2 separate regions of the Sus scrofa genome follow, and region 1 is linked to region 2. Evidence: chromatin contacts called from public HiChIP or PLAC-seq data. All regions are on one chromosome and are shown on one strand. The core of a region is the stretch at or near the end of the contact, and the rest is flanking DNA. Distances in the headings are between cores, read along the strand shown.

The links. HiChIP or PLAC-seq counts read pairs in DNA pulled down with a chosen protein or histone mark.
Region 1: an H3K27ac HiChIP or PLAC-seq map of alveolar macrophages shows a contact between it and region 2. The contact joins two enhancer-like sites. A contact is called at or near these places in 6 of 47 Hi-C or Micro-C datasets (alveolar macrophages, blood, fibroblasts and 2 more) and 2 of 2 datasets of contacts at active chromatin or transcription factors (alveolar macrophages and skeletal muscle).

Annotation. Positions count from the first base shown.
Region 1 is chr1:158,487,129-158,490,467 of Sscrofa11.1, reverse strand. The region is part of intron 1 of BCL2 (apoptosis regulator Bcl-2); the gene reads right to left. Among named protein-coding and RNA genes, the nearest start is that of BCL2, 150 kb to the right of the region's middle. Within about 2 kb of position 1,252, at least 6 of the 83 cell types and tissues checked have an H3K27ac peak or open chromatin away from gene starts, as enhancers often do. A contact at or near this core is called in alveolar macrophages, where this site is marked.
Region 2 is chr1:158,353,536-158,356,482 of Sscrofa11.1, reverse strand. All of the region lies in intron 1 of BCL2 (apoptosis regulator Bcl-2), which reads right to left. Among named protein-coding and RNA genes, the nearest start is that of BCL2, 18 kb to the right of the region's middle. Within about 2 kb of position 1,577, at least 5 of the 83 cell types and tissues checked have an H3K27ac peak or open chromatin away from gene starts, as enhancers often do. A contact at or near this core is called in alveolar macrophages, where this site is marked.

The sequences.
Region 1 (3,339 bases), core at 3-2,502, 130 kb before region 2:
GCTGCTGATCTTCCCAACTCACAGGGACCTTCAGCCTGCCCTTGGCACCCCTTCGAGGGGGTGCCTCTTAAACAACAAAGCAATTGCATCCTTCTCTCTCATTCCAGTGCCCTGAGTGGTTTCCTGTTGTCCACAGGGTGAACTGGCCCCAACCCACATTTCCAGCCCTACCTCTCCCCATGCTCACCCCACGCCTTAAACTCCATGTCCTATTGGCAGCATCGGCCTGGAACCTCATACCTCCAGCTGATCCCAGCTCACACACCCTCCTCGTGCCTCTCAGGACTCTGCTCAAACACCATCTCATCTGCAAAGCCTTTCTTGGCCAAGCCCTGTCACCTCCCCATCACACTCCTTTCTTGCTCTGCCCATCTCTGCCTGCTGTTGAGCTCTCTGCTACACATCTGCCTCTTCTCCTCAAGGGCAGCACCTGTATCTCATCCATCTGTGTCTTCCCAGGTTCCAACAGTGCCTGGCACGGGGTAGAAGTATGTAAGCATTTATGGGATGAATACATACATAAACTGAAATCAAAACAATTTAAACTCAATCCATAAAGAGAGGGCTTTGCTCATGGAAGATGGACTCATTATCTACTGTAGGAATCTCAGGACTGTCTGGGGCTGGGGCAGAAGCGTGGCTTTTAGTAGATTTCCGAGTCTACTATGTCAGAGCCTTTAGAACTTGGCAGAGATGTCTAATCCCTTTGAGCCTCAGTTTGTGCATCTATAAAATCAGGGGAATGACATCGGCTACAATGGCTGGAGTGAGAATGCTGTGAGATAACATATAAAGATCCTTCAGAGGGGGTGCTGTGGGAAGGAGCAGATAACAGCACTCTCTCCATCCATCAACAGAACTGAACTGAACACAGACCCTGACTGGCTCTGTTCTGGGGCCTGGGGGAAACAGCAGGGGCAGAGCAAACCTTCTGCCTCAAGGAATGGGTGGCCAACTTGAAGAGGCAAAATATCCTCATTGGAAAGGTTGAGAAACCATACAGAAAGTCAGTATCAGATGAGTCCGGAAGCCAGACACAATTCATGAGTCAGGTTGCTGTGGGATGTGTGGTGCACGGAGCTGGGGAGCCACCTCTGGGGCTCTGACGGTGAGGAGAGACACTGGTGGAAGAGGAAGGTCTCAGAGAGCCAACCTGCTGGGATGGAAGCTGCAGGGCTCCCTGGAGTCTAGGAGAGGGGATGGCTCAGAGATTGAGTTTGTCACCTGTAGGTTCAGCATTCTGCTCTCTGCTGCCCCCTATTGGCGTGGAGAGAGAGGACGAGGATAGTGGCTGAGATGCAGAGAGGGAAAGGCGTGTAGGTGAGGGGGGAGACGAGAAATGGGGGCAGGCAGTGGGAAAGAGAGGAGGGCTTGCCTGGGTCACCTGGAACCCTCTCCTTCTTTCTATCCCTAGTGTGCTTGTCACACTCTCTCTCTTCTGCCCACCCCCCTCCAATGTTCTCTTTGCACCTCCCAGGCTCATCACCTGAGTTCTTCCAGGACCCCAATGTGGACCACTGGTGTGACCAAGGTAAGAAGCACTTGGCCTTCTTGGAGTTCCTGTTCTCACTGCTTGCCTTGCCCAAGGGTATTCCCCAAGTAAGACCAGAAACCATTTTGGCCCCGAATGAAGTCTGTTGAGGGGAAAAATAAAAGGCTGAGGGGGCAGAAGACAGGAAGGGACAAAGAAGCGAAGGGAGCAAGAGTTAACACAAAGCCTCCCTCCAGCAGCCGGGGATTGTCCCTTGGGGGGAAAATTGCAAATACTTTCCCATCCACCTCAGCCCAGTGGTTTCAACCTACAGAATAAGACGGGGCTTCAGGACTTAGAACACTGGCTTGCGGGGCCAGATACATCTTCACTGGGAGGGCTTCGTGGGATGTTCAATAGAAACCCCAGCGGAGAAGGGACAACAAAAATGTCTCCAGACCTTGCCACTGTCCCCTGGGAGGCAAACTCAGCCCTGCGGAGATGCCCTGCCTTAGAACATCAGTAAGCTCTACCCAAATGCCCGGAGCTGGGTCTCCCCCACCTTGCCCAGACCTGAGCATGTCCACCTGACACTCAGAAATGTAGGCTTCTTTCCAAGGCCTGGGAATCCCTTTCCAAGTCCTAATTCTTTTTGCGGGAGGCGGGGTGGTGGTGGTGGAGGGGCTCTGCTGTTCTGTTCAGTAACTGCAAACCAGTGGACTTCATAACCTCAATGGGCTCTGTGCCCAGAGCCCCGATTTCCCCATTTCTTGGGCCACCAGAGATGCAGGTCAAAGCGTTTGCCCAGAAGCAGCTCCAGGCTGGAGGAGTAAACCACGGGGTCTCTTTCTTCCATTCTTCTCCACCTTCTGTCCTCTGAGCTGGCTGCTCAGTGAGAAAAAGGCACAGCAACAACTCAAGCCAGGGGCCACCCTCCTTCACATTGTAGACAGCGATCCTGGAGCTAAATAAGAAAGCTTTCGTACAAATCAACAATTAAGTTACTCATGGGTCTGACAGGTTTTTTTTTTTTTTTTTTTTTTTTTTCCCCCCTGAGAAATTAAGAAACTGATTGGGGTTAGGTGTCCTCTATCTAGAAAAACCAAGATGCAAGAAGATGGGTTAGGGGCCAAGTCCCTCTATGTTTTAAGCAGTGAAACTGGATCCTGGAGAAGGAAAATGCCAGCCAGGGTGGAAGCTGGGACCAGACAGCTCACGATGCCTTGTCCTAAGCAGAAGCTCCAACACTGCCCTCCATCCAACACGGTACCAGGAGAGCAGACCGGGGGCCCTCAGAGTGTCACCGGTATGTCTGTATCTCACGAGATGGCTTATCTCATGGAAACCCTTCGCCTGGGGTTACTTCATAAAATGACACAAGAGGCAACTGAACAGAGTCTCCGGGGAAGGGGGAGCTACCTGTTGCTCCAAGACACCATTTTCAGTGAAAATTAGTATTAGCTCTTTCTGACTTTAACCTTGAACTCCAGTTGGCTTTATTTTCTTTCACTTATTATAATTATAACCCCATGCACTGCGTAAAGGTCACACCTGTGTTTATACGTCATATGTCATCAAAATACCATGAAGGGAACACTATGTGGTCTCTATCAGAAGATCAAAAAAAAAAAAAAAAAAAAAAAAAAAAAAAAGAAGAGCAGCAGCAGGCAGGCCCTGCTCCCATGTCATGTGGGGGTGGCTCGAACCTCCTCAAACACAGAGATGGGCCAGGCCCACCATGACTACCGGGGTGGGTTTCCAGGCCAAGTACACACTGTTTATTGACAGAGAGACAAACAGACACCTGCCTGGTTTCAGGGTGACCAGGGAGTTTCCAGTCTGGATATGAGAAAACTTTTACACTGTAC
Region 2 (2,947 bases), core at 328-2,827:
AGCAACATCCTTAGGAAAAAGTAAGACTGTCCGAGGCTTACAACCCGCTGATAACCTCAAGGGCAGCTGAGATCTTCATTACTGTCTGCCCCACACAGAGGTGCCTCAGAGGGCTGTGCTTTTCAGTTCCTGAGCCAGTCTTAATAGCATTTTTAACTTCTTCCTGACAATCAGATTTGTTTTGTTTTGTTTTGTTTTGTTTTTAGGGCCATACCCGTGGCATATGGAAGTTCCCTGGCTAAGGGTCCAATCAGAGCTGCAGCTGCTGACCTATGTCACAGCCAGAGCAATGCAGGATCCAAGTTGCATCTGTGACCTACACCACAGCTCATAGCAATGCCAGATCCTTAACCCACTGGCAAGGCCAAGGACAGAATCTTTGTCCTCACAGATACCAGTCGGGTTCGTGAACGCTGAGCTACAACGGGAACTCCCAGCAGTCAGACTTTGAAAATCAATTTTAAAACAATCTGCAGGTCTCCTCTGCCAACTCAGTCCTAATGAACTATATTTGCTGTTTCTGTTGGCTGGGGGACATGATAACCAATCTTGTGAGAAAGTGGATTTTTTGAATTGGATAGAAAGCTCTTCAGCCTTAAGAAATAAAATTCCCACACCTGCTACAATATGGATGAACCTTGAAAATGTTACACTAAGTGAAATAAGCCAGACATAAAAGGACAATTATTGTACGATTCCACTTACACGATATACAAAGAGAAGTCAAATTCATAGAAACAGAAGACAAAATAGTGGTTACCGGGGCCTGGAGGGTGGCAGGTAGGTGGGAGGCAACAGGGCAGTTGCTGTTTAATGAGTACAGCGTCTCAGTTCGGAATGACAGAAAAGTTCTGGGCATGGATGGTGAGCATGGCTATACAACATTGTGAATGTGCTTAATGTCACTGAACTTAAGATGCACTTAAAAATGGTCAGGAGTTCCTGTGGTGGCTCAGTGGTTAACGAATCCGACTAGGAACCATGAGGTTGCGGGTTCAGTCCCTGGCCTTGCTCAGTGGGTTAAGGATCTGGCGTTGCCGTGAGCTGTGGTGGAGGTCGCAGAGGCGGCTCGGATCCCACGTTGCTGTGGCTGTGGTGTAGGCCGGCAGCTACAGCTCCGTTTAGACCCCTAGCCTGGGAACCTCCCTATGCCGTGGGAGCCCGCCCTAGAAAAGGCAAAAAGACAAAAAAAAAAAAAAATGGTCAAAACTGCAAGTTTTAGTTATATCAGTTTTGTTTATCAGATAAACATGCACCCACATTCATATTATATATGTTTATGTATTTTAAAGCAAAGCTGTTAAGAATGATGGCCCAACTCTAATGAGGAATGGGTATGACCTTCGGCACGTGAGCTTTATGAATATCCTTCTGCATAGCAGGGGTGGAAATTACTTCCTCCTTCCTAGATGTGTTGAGGATCACCATAATTGCTTAAACAGAGATTTCTGAGGGCGTTAATGGGCTTTGCAGCCATAAAGGCTTTTTATTCACAAATGACAACACTGGTGACAGATGGGTCCTCTTCATTTCCATGTGGACACTATGAATCATCCCAGGGAGGGGGTGTGTGAGTGGGAGGGGGCAGAGGAAGGGCGGGGCCTTCTTTTTACGCTGGAAACCAGGGAGCCCATCCTGGGCACAGAACCCAAACCCACCCTTCTCTTGTCCTGAGACCAAGCCAGACAACTCAGTCGTCACATATTTAACCATCAAAAGAGCAAAGATCCTAATTACCTGAAGCCATTAGGATTTTAAGGATTTATAAAAAATACATAAAGCAATCTTGCAGATATTATACTGTTGGGTTATATCTTATAAATTAAACAGTTTAGGGTTTTTTGGACCAATATTTTTAAAGCGGTCTGGTCTGTAAAAGAGAAGGGACATAGCTGGTGGTGTGTTTAGTTCAATAAACACAGAAGCCAGGGTTTGGTATTGAACTCTGTCTCATTTAATGAAAGGTTACTATTGTCCGTCTGCCTGAATAAATTCCCCTTCCTTTTTTGCTTCCTTGTGAAATACCATGAAGTTCCACTCTAAAAGTTATAACATGTTGTGCTGGGAAGAAATTTTTTAATTTGTATATGCTTGATTAAACAAATCCCTTAAAATATTTTTTCCACCTGAATTTGAGTTACTTAACTCTGCACATGAACCTAAGATTAAATATTCCATCCATATGTGTTTAATAATCACCAAGAGATATAACAATTAACAAGACTGCAGGAAGGAAAAAAGAGAGTTTAGTAAGGAGACTAGTAAGAGTTTCCTACCTTGTCAGAATTTGATGTTTAAGTTCCTTTTAAGAAAGTAGTTTCCTGGCCCATGCTGAAACTCCCTGAGCCCTGCAGATCAACACAGCATCCTGTTCAGATGTTATTATGGAAACACTGTGCTGTTCTAGGCCAAATGTATCCAAATTAAACCAAGGGGAATGGAAATAACTGTCCCTTGATGCACCGTGGTTACCGAAGGTGGGTTTGTTTATGAGTAGAATAAAATTTACAGCTAAATATAAAAGCAGATACATCATCATCTTGTAAACTTGAGTAACATGTCATTCCACCTCTGGACTCTGGAAAAAACACTAAGGTCATGCCTAAAATAAGAACAGTGAGGGCTGAGGATCACACCAGGGGTAAAACCGCAGACTTTTCCCACCTTTTGATTAAGGCATTAGGCAGGTAACAATTGGACAGTGAGATCATTTCTCTTGAATCGGGAAAGCACTGTGGGTGTGTTATTCCAACACACACACACACACACACACACTTACCCCAGGGAGAGTTTCTGAATCAGGTGTCTGGTCTTGGTGTGAAGAAGTGATTATGACTTATTTTTCAAAGGCTATTTATACAGACTATTGGAGCCAAAGAGGAGAGACAGAAGCATTTTGTTTCTCTGTGTGTGTCTCTTTTTTTTTAAACTAGGAAAGAACTTTTAA